Linked DNA regions of Mus musculus: all the other regions are linked to region 1. The links are chromatin contacts, called in public HiChIP or PLAC-seq and promoter capture Hi-C maps. All regions are on one chromosome and are shown on one strand. Each heading gives the region's core, a stretch centred on a gene start, on an enhancer-like site or on the middle of the called end of the contact. The rest is flanking DNA. Distances are from core to core; before and after follow the strand shown.

The links. Promoter capture Hi-C pulls out the DNA fragments that hold promoters and counts their contacts. HiChIP or PLAC-seq counts read pairs in DNA pulled down with a chosen protein or histone mark. Capture Hi-C pulls out chosen DNA fragments and counts their contacts.
Region 2: a contact with region 1 is called in a promoter capture Hi-C map of liver. The contact joins the promoter of Cyp17a1 here to the promoter of Neurl1a in region 1. A contact is called at or near these places in 12 of 39 promoter capture datasets (the 3T3-L1 cell line, the C10 cell line, the HPC-7 cell line and 8 more), 2 of 15 datasets of contacts at CTCF or cohesin (embryonic stem cells and stem cell-derived epiblast-like cells), 26 of 484 Hi-C or Micro-C datasets (B cells, the C10 cell line, the G1E-ER4 cell line and 13 more) and 1 of 9 other capture datasets (liver).
Region 3: a contact with region 1 is called in an HNF4G HiChIP or PLAC-seq map of pancreatic cancer cells. The contact joins the enhancer-like site here to the promoter of Neurl1a in region 1. A contact is called at or near these places in 2 of 39 promoter capture datasets (embryonic stem cells and hippocampal neurons), 1 of 15 datasets of contacts at CTCF or cohesin (embryonic stem cells), 14 of 484 Hi-C or Micro-C datasets (the G1E-ER4 cell line, the N1E-115 cell line, cortical neurons and 3 more), 1 of 115 datasets of contacts at active chromatin or transcription factors (pancreatic cancer cells) and 1 of 9 other capture datasets (embryonic stem cells).
Region 4: a promoter capture Hi-C map of embryonic stem cells shows a contact between it and region 1, with 6 times the contacts expected there. The contact joins the enhancer-like site here to the promoter of Neurl1a in region 1. A contact is called at or near these places in 11 of 39 promoter capture datasets (the 3T3-L1 cell line, the C10 cell line, the HPC-7 cell line and 5 more), 1 of 15 datasets of contacts at CTCF or cohesin (pro-B cells), 20 of 484 Hi-C or Micro-C datasets (B cells, the C10 cell line, the HL-1 cell line and 11 more), 4 of 115 datasets of contacts at active chromatin or transcription factors (T-cell acute lymphoblastic leukemia, acute myeloid leukemia, embryonic stem cells and 1 more) and 3 of 9 other capture datasets (adipose tissue, embryonic stem cells and macrophages).

The regions. Positions count from the first base shown.
Region 1 is chr19:47,177,134-47,180,378 of GRCm38.p6, forward strand. It overlaps Neurl1a (neuralized E3 ubiquitin protein ligase 1A), which reads left to right and starts at 1,687. Exons shown (of 6, transcript NM_021360.4): 1 at 1,687-2,418. The coding sequence starts at 2,334.
Region 2 is chr19:46,671,205-46,674,449 of GRCm38.p6, forward strand. Cyp17a1 (cytochrome P450, family 17, subfamily a, polypeptide 1) reads right to left here and starts at 1,796. Exons shown (of 8, transcript NM_007809.3): 1 at 1,343-1,796. The coding sequence starts at 1,639. All of the region lies in intron 1 of Gm41857 (predicted gene, 41857), which reads left to right. It also overlaps the pseudogene Gm6967. RefSeq lists a promoter at 1,664-2,713 and a cis regulatory region at 1,937-2,036.
Region 3 is chr19:46,862,272-46,865,516 of GRCm38.p6, forward strand. All of the region lies in intron 4 of Cnnm2 (cyclin M2), which reads left to right. Among named protein-coding and RNA genes, the nearest start is that of Nt5c2, 98 kb to the right of the region's middle. Within about 2 kb of position 1,445, at least 93 of the 459 cell types and tissues checked have an H3K27ac peak or open chromatin away from gene starts, as enhancers often do. A contact at or near this core is called in the G1E-ER4 cell line and pancreatic cancer cells, where this site is marked.
Region 4 is chr19:47,490,471-47,493,715 of GRCm38.p6, forward strand. No RefSeq gene overlaps it. Among named protein-coding and RNA genes, the nearest start is that of Gm41858, 6.7 kb to the left of the region's middle. Within about 2 kb of position 1,686, at least 77 of the 459 cell types and tissues checked have an H3K27ac peak or open chromatin away from gene starts, as enhancers often do. A contact at or near this core is called in the HL-1 cell line, bone marrow-derived macrophages, embryonic fibroblasts and 3 more, where this site is marked.

The DNA.
Region 1 (3,245 bases), core at 437-2,936:
ATTAGTCTCCTCTATACAGGCTCCACATATTTATTCTGACTCATAAAATGCCTGATCTCCCCAGCTATGTGTAATCTGTATGTCCTCATTCTCTCTCTCTCTCTCTCTCTCTCTCTCTCTCTCTCTCTCTCTCTCTGTGTGTGTGTGTGTGTGTGTGTGTGCTTTATGTATGTAGCTGTTAAGAGCCCACAGATTGCTGACAAATGAATCATCATTTGGGGAATAAGTGTTGGGAAGACACCGCCTATAAATAAGACACCAGTCCCTGACCATTCTGTAGCCAGTCAGCACCTGATCCCAGGCACCCCAGAGGCTTGGGGCTGGGGCTGGGACTGGGGGCCTGGTTGTCTTTCTCCTCAAACACCAGAGCATACCTTTCACAGGTATTTCTAGCTTGCCTGGAGTCTCTGAAACTTAAGGATATAACATGTGCAATCAGAGGAGAGTAAAAGGCAGGACAGGGGGCTAAAGGGGATCAGAGATGATGTCTAAAGATCACAGTAGGATTTTACTGCTGGCAGGCATGGGGATCCATTCACTGTACAAATACTTCTGAGAATCCGCATGTCCCTGCCCTGGGAGCTAGAACACTGTGAGGAAAGTGGCTGGCCGACTCTCCCCTCAGCAAGCTTATTCTCTATCAAGAGAAGCCGAATCTAACCAAGCAGAAAAGGCTACTTTTAGGCAAAGTCATATAAAAGCCACGAAGAGAATGGGATGACCCTATGGAGAATGATAGAGAGAGGCAGAGATGCTTAGCTGGGGTGGTCAGGAAAGAGCTGTGCCTACACATTGAGGATGGGTCCTATGGAGAAACTTCCAGAAAAGGATGGAGGAGATGTCTGTGTCCCACTCATGACCCAGGGCTCACTCTGGATCCGAGTTGGGAAAGTCCGGTTAGAGTGAGCGATGGCCCCGAGAAGCAGCAAGGCTGATGAAGGTGTGAGATGGACAGACGGACTGTCTTCTCCCCCATGATACACTGGGAGAAATAACCGCCCCAGATCCAAGATGACTTCCTGGTCCCTCCTGCAGGTAGCAGTGCTGAGCTACACAGATGGAAGAGTCACGTGAACAGGACATTTACAGACTGCCCCCTTCCTCGAGGAAGCCACCTTGGTCTACTATAGGCTATAGCACCCCCTCTATCCCTTCCCCAATCTCTTAGTTTTCCAGCTGACAGAATAATTCAACTTGGAACCGATATCTCTCTCATGGTTTGTACCTGAGCTGGGTCCCATCGGCTTGCTTCTGGTCTTGTGGTTCTCCGTTCTTGAACATGCAAAGGATGTTTGAACAGTCAGGAAATGGTCTGACTGGGGTTCTGATTGGAAGTTCCAACTACAGCGAAGGGGAGGTGACTGTATTCCTGATCTCAATTGTCTTAATTCATTATCCACTCACTCCTGAGCGTTTTAACACGTGCCAGGCCCTGAATCCCGTGCTAGGGAGCCTCCATTAGGGCTACCTCGCCACGCCCTGGCTCCGGGGCTCCCAGCGTTGTGGCGGTCCTCTTCCTCTTGTTTTCAGGTTCTATGTCCCAGGACAGGGAGACGCTCAACCTCCGAAGCTCCCATCTATTCCTGACGTCAGGTCCGGAGCAGTGCCGCCCCCAACCCTGGGTCCCGCGCGCCTTCGAGAACTTATAGCCAGCGGGAACGCGGCGCGCCCCGAGACCCACATCTGGCAGAGCGGGCGCGCGCGTGTCACTAAGACGCTCATTAACCTGCGCAGCTGTCGCCATAACAACCGGAGCCCCGGAGTCCTGGCGACGCTAGGGCGGGGGTTGGGGGCGGCGGCCTCGGGAGGGACCTGGCGGGAGCGGGGGCGGTCCACACGAGCCGGGCGCTGCAAGCTCACCCGCGGGCGGGAGGGCGCCACGCACGTCGCCGCGGCCGTCCCCGCGGGCGGGGACCGAGCCCGCCGACGAGCCTCCGAGCAGCCGCGCGCCGAGCCCCGACTCTATGGCCCGCGGGGAGCGCGCCGCCGCTGCGCCGCCCACCCGCAGCCGGAATCCGAGCTCCAGCACCAGGCAGAGCGCAGCGGCTCGCGCCGCGGGCCGGGGCCCAGGGGCCGGGCCGCCCCGGGCGCGGGGCATGGGAGCCCGGTAGCCGGGTGGCGCGAGGACCCCCACGGCGGGCAGGACCCGCCGAGCGAAGACCGCCAAGCCCAGGGAGAGCCGGAGACAGCAAACCGCCCGCCCCCGGTCGCAGCCCCGCCAGGGCCCTCCCCTGGCAGCGCGCACCCGCGCGCGCACACACTTGCACACCTTTCCTCCGCTCCTGCCCAGCCTTGCCTGGCTCCCGCCGGAGCACCCCCGGGGGGCCGATGCCATGGGTAACAACTTCTCCAGTGTCTCCTCTCTGCAGCGAGGAAACCCGAGCCGCGCGTCGCGGGGCCACCCCCAGAACCTCAAAGGTAGGCTTCGCTGACCGGGGAGCAATTGCAGGGAGGGTTGCGGCGCAGGTGGAGTGGTGGGCAGGGGTGCGGTTGGGGACGACCGGCAGGTGCCACCTGTTGTGTGCATTTGGAGGGCGGGAGAGGCGCTTCTGACAGTGGAGGTGGGCTGTGGTGGCAGCTGACCGGTGCTGATGGTGGAGATGAGGGAGGATGGCGGTCGGTGGGGGTCTGCGCAATTCTCCTTATCTGCCCTGGCAACGTCACTGGAGTCCCCTCCAGTGATGCTAAGCGGTGAGAAGAGGTGGGAAAAACATTTGCCGGCTGGATAGGGCAGTGTGGAGGGAAACCTAGGTTTTTCCAGATGAGCCTCCCAAGAGAGTCATTGTGGTCTTTTTTGCATTTGCCTAGGGCTGGGGGAGATCCCGCTGGAAGCACTAGTTGCATTTCCAAGCAGAGGGTCTTAGAGATTCAGGACTAGAAGGGCAGACGCGTGCTCCCGGGGTCTTTGCAAGTGGGTGATCTTTTGCACCGTCTGAGTCAGGTTGTTTGGTTTTGTTTGTTTATTTGTTTGTTTGTTTGTTTTGTGCATCCAAAGACAAAGTATCTGGTCTGAACCCTAGAAAGAGGGGAAGGGAGCTTCCAAACAGATGGAACGTTATCGGGAGGGTTTGCTGTCTATGGCCCATCCAGCACCCTCTGGGGGAGGCCCGAGGCTCTGCCCCAGGCCTTCCAGCTTCCAACATGTCTCTGACCTTTGGAAGATGCTGCTTGGTTTCCTGGGCGCCTGGACCCAGCTAATTCTCTCTGGAAAGCTGATTTTTTTTTTTTTCATCTTTATTAGAGAC
Region 2 (3,245 bases), core at 546-3,045, 510 kb before region 1:
TCTTACTTAGTAGGACGCCCCAAAGTCCTCACTAAAGTTCCATGAAAGGCAGTAGAGCGAGGAGACAGAAAGAACCCTGGATTTGAATGCAAGAGCCCTGGGGTTCAGGTCATTAGTAGGGTGCCCTCTGGGACTCTCTAGTTCAATTTTTGACCTGGAGAGTCAGCTATGGGTGGGATGAGCTAGGTGAGTCTGTCCTAGGGACGAGGAGACTGAGAGACTTCCAAGACAGCTCTATTTTTGTCCCCAACCACCAGGCTGCTAAAGCCATACTTGCTGGCCTGTGCACCCAGCCTCAGATCCTCATTTGGAGACAGCAGATGTTTGATCCTCCCAGGTTGGACTTAAGCTTGAGCTATCATCTCTAAAAGATGCCATCTACAAAACACAAGGGTCTAAGTCTTCATTCTCCATCCCCGACTCTCCCCAAAACCCACCAGGCTAGTCTCTTATTCACAGGGTGGTGGTGATGGTTTTATTCCCTTCCTTCCTTCCTTCCTTCCTTCCTTCCTTCCTTCCTTCCTTCTCCCCGTATAGCATTGGCAAGACCAGGCTGCCCTCAAACCCAGAGATTTACCTGCCTCTGCCTCTGCCTCCCAAGTGCTAGCCTTAAAGGCGTGTGCTGCCGTCACCTGGCCCAGTTTATTCCTTTGCTTCTGAGAGGAACCCAAACCTGAGAGAGCCTGGCAGTTGGGCAGCCACGCTGGCTGACCAGCGCATGGAAAAGGAATTTGTTTTGGCCTGTTAAAAGCTGAGGCTGGTCGTCCTCTATCGGGGTACCCAGGGGAACACTTGCAACAGGGTCATGGGAGCACAGGTGGTGTTTGTAGGATGGCTACTCAACAGTCAGCACAAATGAGAACAGATGCCCCAAGATACTACTGTATGTCCCTGTCCCTTGTCCCCTCTCCCCCTGTAATATTCCCCCAGCTATCTGTGAGCCAAAGCCATATAAGAGAAACTGCAGTCCTAGCCCTCCATGATGCCAGCCGCTTCTCCAAGCATCTTCTGGTGGAGGATGCAATCACTGCCCTATTTCCCAACAATGTCACACTTATAGAGAACTTTAGCTCTGGGTCTGGGCTAAAGGCTTTGCCTGGATATTCTAGAATGATTATCGTATCATAGAGGGGAAGGTGAGTGGCATACAGGCTTCTCAGCTCTGCAGGTCCCTGCACCATCTTGCTAGACAAGCCATTCAAGGGTTTTCCCGTTAATTCCTCCTTCCCAGTTTAGAGGTTCGGTAGGGTCTTGAGGGAGCAGTCCCACAAGTCTGATTTTGAAAGAAATAAGAACTGTACAACCCCAGGGACCGAGGAAGAGGAGGGTTGGCACTGCTTACCATCTGGGGCCGACCAGAGAATTCTTTCCCCTTCTTCACGAGCACTTCTCTGGCCAGCTGATAGTGACCGACAATCACTGCAGTTGTGGTACCCAGGCGAAGAGAATAGATGGGACCATACTTTTCCTGCAGCTTGAAGAAGTTGGCATGCATATGACCACGTCTGGGGAGAAACGGTAGACTACCCACCAGGGGCAGGAATGGAAGGCTCCTGGGGAACTTGGCATTAGGTGTCTTTGACTTGGGCCAAAAGAAATAGGCCAGGATGAGCAGCAAGAGACCCACAAGTTCCCACATGGCAGCCAGGTGTAGGCAGATGGCCAGCTGTGGAGTGGAGAAGCTACAGCAATTTCAGCAGAGAAGGAGAACTTTTAAAAGGCGTTTCTGATTGTCACCTTGAAGACGTGTTATCTCTTGGCCTGCAGAAGTTTATCCTGGAGTGTCTCCAAGCCTGAGTCCTCACCCAGAAAAGGGAGAGGAGAGGGAATTTGGCCTCCACAAGGGCTGGCTCAGATTAAGGACGAACTCCTGGAGGAGGAGCTGGCTAAAGAGCAGAGAGTTGGTCATCTCCCTGGGGCTTCTGCGCTATGGATCCTCCCAGAGGCAAATGCTATCAGATTAAGATCAAGGTTTCAGAGTGCGTGCTGTAATGTCAAAAGTGCTGCACAGTTAATAATTAATGTCATCAGGTTGCAGCTAGCCAAAGCTGTCAAAGAGACTTCAGTCTTATTATCTGATAGTTGAGGAGAGAGAGGTCTTTTAGGGTTAGTTTGCATAAGGTCACACAAGGCAGTGATGATAAGAATCCAGAAGTCATAGGCTTTCAGGTACACAGAACATCAGCTCAAGGGCCATTGCAGGTCTCTGTTCAAATAGCTTGGTTACTTTCTAGGTACATTCTCTTGAATGGGCTATTTAATATTTTCTGGAAATAAATGATTTTGTCATGTTACTATGTATAAAACGTAAAATGCATCATTTAAAATACTTTAACTAAGAGCTGGAGAGATGGCTCAGCAGTCAAGATGCCTCGTTGCTCTTCCAGAAGACCCAGGTTAGATTCCCAGCACTGACATGGTAGCTCACAACTTTCTGTACCTCTGGTTCCAGGAAAGCACCTTCTGGCCCCTGAAAGCACCCCCAACACACACGGTCTGCATACATACATGCAGGTAAAACACTCATGCCTATAAAATAATAAAACACTAGTTAAAAATCATATAAAATATCTAACTAGTATCTTAAACACAAAAATTACAGAGTAACATTTTAATTGTCATTTTAAAAATTTATTACATTTGAGCCATCTCTCTGCCTCTTTAATCATTTTTAAAGGTACATTTTAGGGACGGCAATGCCAATACTCAGCTGTAATCCCAGCAGACACAGGAGGGTTGGGCCAGCCTCAGTTTCATAGGAAGTCTGAAGTCACCCTGGGCTATAAAACACTATGGCCCACTCAAGATCAACAGCAAAAGTTTACATTTTAGGCGTATATATATATATATATATATATATATATATATATATATATGTATTGTGCAGCGAATTTTATTGATGGTATTCAAGAGGGTAGGGAGGGCTCCCTAGGCCCCTCCTGTTATTATGGGGGTCTGGGATGGAAATTGTGAGGGAGATGCTCAGAGTTGGGCTAGGGACTCCTCAGCAACCGAGGGCCTCTCTCTTGCTCTCAGTGTCCTTGCTGGGGTGGGTGGTCCAGGGTTTCTTACTCCTTGAAGGCCATGTAGGCCATGAGGTCCACCACCCTGTTGCTGTAGCCATATTCATTTTCTTACCAGGAAATGACCTTTACAAAGTTGTCATTGAGAGCAATGCCAGCCCCAACACCAAAGGTGGAAGAGTGGGAGTTGCTATTGAAGTGGCAGGAGACAACCTGGTCCTC
Region 3 (3,245 bases), core at 195-2,694, 320 kb before region 1:
GTGACGTCAGAAGTTCCAGGTCACCCTCAGCTGCAGATTGAATTCAAGGCCAACCTGAATAGTGTGAGAGCCTGCCTGTTTTTGTTTTTGTTTTTTAATTTGTATTCATTATCCCCCTCCTGGTCTGCCTTCTGACAGTTTCTCGTCCCATTCCTTCTCTCCCACTCTGCACTCCCCATCTCCAAGAGGATGTCCACCCCCAACCCCCCACTCCCTGGGGCTTCCAAGTCTCTCAAGGGTTAGGTGTGTCTTCTCTCACTTATATGCACCGTAACTGTAACTGCTAGACACAGTTTTTCTTACCAAAAGGCAAGCTGGACCAGATCACTGTCATTTCTATAGTGGCTGTGTGTCTGTGTGTGGGGAGGTCTTATCCATCCTCCGGGAAGTAACATATCTAAATATCCAAATAAGCCACTGCTCTCCCCAGCACAGGGCAGACTGTGAGCAGTCTCCAGCACAGTAAACAGAAAGCCTGGGCCCCGCCTCTGCCAGGCGTTTAGTGGACAGGAACTTCCCCTGGCATTACTCTTGCTCTTGTCACATACAGATTAATAAATACCCCTTTCTTCTTCCTCCTCCTCTTCAGCTGTCCCATCATATTTCTCAAAGCTTCTGATACAGATTTAAAAGACATGTTTGCTCTAAAGTGGGTTTCACTCCCTTCTCAGATTAGTGTTTATTTGTAACCTCTCAGGTCTTTGGCTGCGTTTAAACGACTCTCACTGTTCTTTGGGTGCACGCTGCCACTGTTTGACCTGCAGTGGACGTGTCTGAGCTGTCTCTGGGACTGCCATGCGCTCTCTTTTCTGTGCTCTCCTGCTCAGGGTTTCTCCAACCTCGACGTGCACGGGAATTGCCCATGATCTTGTCGAATGCTCCCAGTTGGTGCAGAATCGAGCTTAGCCACTGGGATTTGAGTCTTGCCTCTTAGTACACGAGTATGGTTGTAAACAACCAGATGGATATGTATGAATTAATATTTTTGCCCACCATTTTTTAAAATATCCATTTCTGAGGTGAGCTTGCAGAATCCTAGGCTCCCATGTACAGCCACCAGATACAAAGCCATGACTAGATAGCTTGTAAGTGCCGCAGCCACACGAGGAGCAGACGGGCAGCTCTGAGTGGCATGGGCAGGAGACACCCCACATTGTCCTCTTGGCACCCACTTCCCTGGCTTCTTTCCCATTTTCCCTTTCCTTTCCCTCTTTTCATCTGTCACAAGATCGCAGACAGTCCAGGCTGGCCTTGAGCGTTGCCTCCTATGCACTGGCTTTACAGGCACGCACCTAGCTTTATGCAGACCACGCTTTGTATATGCCGGGCAAGCACCCGACCAATGGAGCCACATCTGCAGCCGGCTCTCTCCTCTCTGAAAGCGAGCCCCAGTGGTGGTTTTGTGACTGCAACGAGCACAGGAAGCACCCAGCCCAAGAGTGGACCGGCCACAGTAACCACAAGGTTATCTACTGCATGGGTTATTGGGCCATACTGACTCAGATAGCGTCATATCTGACTAGGATCCGGAGGAAGCGGAGATTCTGTGACTGACTTCTTACGTAGGAAGCCATCCTTGCTCCAGAATTACATGTCCTTCCAGAGCCTCTTTAAGACTGTTATTAAGAATTATTTTTAGACAGGACCTTGCTATATAGCCTGGCTTTGAACTTGTGATTTTCCTATCTCTGCCTCCTGAGTTGGGATAATAGTGACATGCCAGCATATCCAGATAGGCCTCCTTCTCACCCTATCCATTTACAAATCACCCTAGCTCCTCTGAGAAAGGCTGAAGCCCCTCATGTCCTGTTCTGTTTTTTTTTTTTAATTTATAGAGTAAGCTTATGAATATTTCAAAAGTGAAGTCAGTAACGTAGAGCCTTTCCTATAAGGAAACGCTGTGTGGGGGCAGCCACTTGATTCTAAGCCATTTCCCAGTAGGGATGGCCCTAAGCTCAGCCCGGTGAGGTTATTTGAAACTACTGACACTTATATAAACAGATGTTCCTGTTGTCCCCAGAACCTGCCTGTCAGAAAAGCTTCCCTCTGTGGAGGGGCGGGGCGCAGCAGCTTTAAACTCGAGCAAATGGAGAACTAGCCAGTGCTGGGCCTGGGGGGGGGGGAGGGGCCTTTTTTCATTTTTTAATTTATTTTATTTTTCATTAGATATTTTCTTTATTTACATTTCAAATGTTAGCCCCTTTCCTAGTTTCCCCTCCGAAAATTCTCTCTCCTCTCTCCCTGGGGAGGGTCCTTTAATCTGAGGTTTTAGTACTTTTTTTTTTAGATTTGTCTTTTTATTTTTGTGTATGAGTGTTTTGCCTGCATGTTTTTTTGTGCACTGTGTGTGTGCCTGGTGCCCTTGAAGGCCAGAAGAGGGGCTCAGATACCCTGGGACTGGAGTTATGGATGGTTGTAAGCTGCCTTGTAGGTGCTGGGAACTAAACTTGGGTCCTCTGCAAGATCAACAAGTGCTCCAAACTGGTGAACTGACTGGACTGCCCAGCCCCATGCTGGGATTTTATTTCTCATGTGTTAGCTTCTGTGTGTGTGCTTGTCTGCGGAGGATTTCACTGTGTGTGCTGTTTTAATCATGTTCACTCCCCCTCAGCCTCCTCCAGAGTCCTGCCTCCCTCTTGCTTCCTGCCTTCCTTTTGAATCTGCTCTAACTTTGAAAGTGGCCACTGAGCCTGAGTGCTGCTGTTTCAACTCTGTCAGTGGTGGGAGGGAAGGGAGAGAGGGGTGGAGCTTTCCATGGTCAGTTCCAGGGCATGTTTTGAGACTATTTTTTTCTACATCGGAGGGCCCGTTAAAAATATGTGGTCTTCTCTGCAGTGATGGCAACAGTAGATAATGAAATGAAAACCTGGTGGCTCTTATCTACTGCCAGTTCAGGGAACCCACCATGGGAGCTGCAGCCCAGCATCCGCAGTGCACTGATAGTTGAGACTCCTTGGCATCCGAGAGGGGAGTGGGTAGCTGTTCCTACCCTGCCTGGTGTCTGCCCTGAAGGACTTAAGGGATGGCTGTCATCTCGGGGGTGGGTATGGAATCTCTCTAGCCATCTTTCATTAGTCAGCAGACCAGGCCCCTGTGCCTTTGTGGGAGTCTTTGAGACCAAAAATCAGTTTCCAGATCTGTAACCCTTGTTCACAAACAGCCAGAAAATGAGACTCCAAATCTCACATCCTCCTGAAATTACCTAAAGAGCTTCTTGCCCTCCTACCTCATAGGGATAAACCCAG
Region 4 (3,245 bases), core at 436-2,935, 310 kb after region 1:
GCCGGGATTTGAACTCAGGACCTTCAGAAGAGCAGTCGGGTGCTCTTACCTGTTGAGCCATCTCACCAGCCCGTGTGTGTCTCTCTACATGCACTTTCAAGCAAACTGTAAACCAGTTTAAGAAGCCATTTTAGGTAGTTTTTGTCTTTTTTGGTTATGAGGCAAGTCTCACAGGTCCGGCTGTCCTGGAACTCTTGATTTAGATAGACCAGGTTGGCCTTGAACTCACAGAAATCTGCCTGCCTCTGGAGCTGGGATTAAAGAAGCTATACCTCTTCTAGGTTCTGTTGGTTGGAAGCCACTCAATCTAGGCTCTGAGAATCAAACTGAGGTCCTGTGGAAGGAAAAGCAGTGTGGACGAGAACTCCTGGCAAGAACTTGAGATGGGAAGAGGCTGGGGTGTTGCTGGTCCAATGCCTAGTTACAGTCCGTTTGGGCTCTCTTTAGCCCCTAAATGGTCCTTCTCTGTCCACCTACCTCTGTGTTGGACCTAACAGCCCATGACTAAGCCCATAACTGACAAAGTCAGGTCCAAGACCTTGTGACTAACCGATAAAAACCTTTTGGGATGTATTAGCAAACCCTAGTTCCACCAATCAAAGGACTCAGAATGTTCTCAGCTAGAGCCTCAGGCCTAGAGTGCTCCCTGTATTGCTATAACCTAACTGCCTAATGTATCCACCTATGTATTTAAAAGCATCTTGATTTAGGACTTTGTTTTGTTACCATAAACACTTCATGAAACTCCTTCCACATTGGAACACAATTTGAGGTCACCTAAATCTGTATTCCCGGGCCATGGTCACTCAGATTTGGCTCCAAAATTAACTATTTCTGGTATCCTTTGAGATAATAGTTGTGTTTCTTGTGTTGGCAGCAGGAAGTGCTCTTAACGGTGGAGCCGTCTCTCCAGTCCATTTCTACATGGAACTCCTTATTTTCGAATGTCCTCTTCCGGCATTTCTTCTGTCACCAGTTCAGACTCCAAAGCAATCCGGAGCCCCACCCCTGACCCCACAAGTCTGACAATCCTGAAGTGTTTGCTGTGGTCTGCCTGGCATACCTTACTTATCATCTTCTGTCTGTCTCAGGTTCTGTTGTATTGCCTGATCTCTGTTTCGCTGCCTTGATACTAATTCCCCTGAACCACTGCAGTAGGCATGGGCTATCTGGTCTACCTGCCCTGTAAGTAAGTTCTACTGCCAAAGATACACACACACACACACACACACACACACACACACACACACACACACACACACACACTTTTTCTTATATACAGATGGTAACCAATGTTTAAATGTTGCTATAAAAAAATTTAAAGCCTGAGGTCAAAACCCTTTTGTACCTCAAAGTTATAAATCATGTGCCTTATGACTCATTTGATGGAAAATTCCAAGTCTGCCTGTGTTGGTGGCCCAACCCCTACTGGAGTGCTGAGACCAGCATTCCCAAGCCAGCTGTCTTTTCCAGGAGAGCAGGTCCCATTCCTTGCCCTTCACCAAGGGCAGGCAAGCCCAGACGCAAGCAGATGCAGCAGGCACAGGCAGAGCTTGCTGACAATACTGAAGTTTCTGGGCTGGGCTGGGCTGGGCTGGGCTGGGCTGGGCTGGGCTGGGCTGGGCTAGCAGCTGCCACTGCAGTATGTAAGTCATCATGCTCCTTCATGTTGAGAGAAGACTCACGCATGGCTCAGAGGTTTTTGGCATCTTCTGAGTTGGAATGCATTGCTCACTTACCAGCATCCACTTGCTCCTGCATAGCCAGGTGCAAGCAGGGTCATACCAGAGTTACAGGTCATTTTCCTTGCTCATTAGTATGTCAAAGGCATACCCTGTGGGACAGGGTAGATTATAAAAGGGTGGACCCTGCCAAGACACTGTACACACACACACACACACACACACACACACACAGAGTGTTTCTGTGTTCTACAACACTTATGTAGAGTATGGGACAGCTTAGGAATGAGCTCTTTCCTTCCACCATGTATGTTCTGGGGGTTGAAATGGAATCATTAGGCTTTGAGGCAACTGCTTATCCCCGCTGAGCCATCTTGTCAACCCCTCTCCCACCGTCTCTAAGGAGTGGTTTCCAATTGTGTTTCTGCAGTGATGCAGGACGGGCTTTTTTGTCCTTGGGAGAATAACCAACAATGTCTCCAGAACCAAACTGTGACATTATGCCGTTCCTTCCCACTCAAAACAGCATTCTGAAACACAGGCGTGTAGAATGACCTCATTCTGAGAGTTACCGGGAATTTCTTCTAACTGTGCCTTTATGAGATTTACTTTCAAAACTCAAGTGCTTGAGACTTGTCATTTCCTTTTTCTTTAATTTCAGTTGTCTCAGGCGAGCCTTTGTCCTCTAGGCTGGCGGGAGGTAGTGGGAGGGTGAATGAGACAGGTTCACCCTTCCCTGAGGATCCATGGGACTCTAGAATTAAACAGCTGGAGAACAGGACAGAGCTACCATCCTTCTGAGGCCAAAGCCTACGCTGATAGAGCAGGGTTCAAACTTCATGTCCCTTCAGGACAGGACATTTGTGGTCCCCTCCTTAGCAAATTTAGGCCTGGAATCTTAGCTGAAGCTATGACCCAGGCTGAGGTCCCGCCCTTCTCAGAGACATCACAGAGCCTCAGCACAGGAGTCCTCCTATCCCCATCCCTGCCATCTCAGCCTCTGCCATCCCCACCCCTGCAATCCCAGCCCTGTCATCCTGGCCTCTGCCACGGGACTGTCAGAGAAGACATTCCAGTCTGCATTGCCTCGGGGTCTACTTATCTGGAAACCCTCCCCAGGCTCCAGGCTTCCAGAAAACACTCCCCAGGCTGTATGCACTAGCAACTCCCCAACTCAGCTCCACACTGCTTCCCTGAGGTAAAGCTTGCCTGCTACTTACAAAGGGCTATGGGAAAACAACGGCTATGCTAACAACTCAGTGGAGGAGCATGCCACTCATCCGAGAGTAAATTCATTGTCCACTTGTTTCAGTATGGCACGGATGTCAGCGGTTGCCGCAGACATCATGCAGGGCCGCCATTATTCTGAGACGCAGAGCTAAGGACATAATAGAAGTGTGTTCCGTGCTCCCTTTCCCTTCCCTCGAGTCCTTTATTCATGGCCCATCCTCAGAATGAAAAATAAAGACCCTCGGCCCCTAGGGTACATTTCCTTGCAGAGGCGATCAAAATGGGTGTGGCCCAGTGCCCCAATTAGCTACACCAGTCCAGTCAACTGGTGAA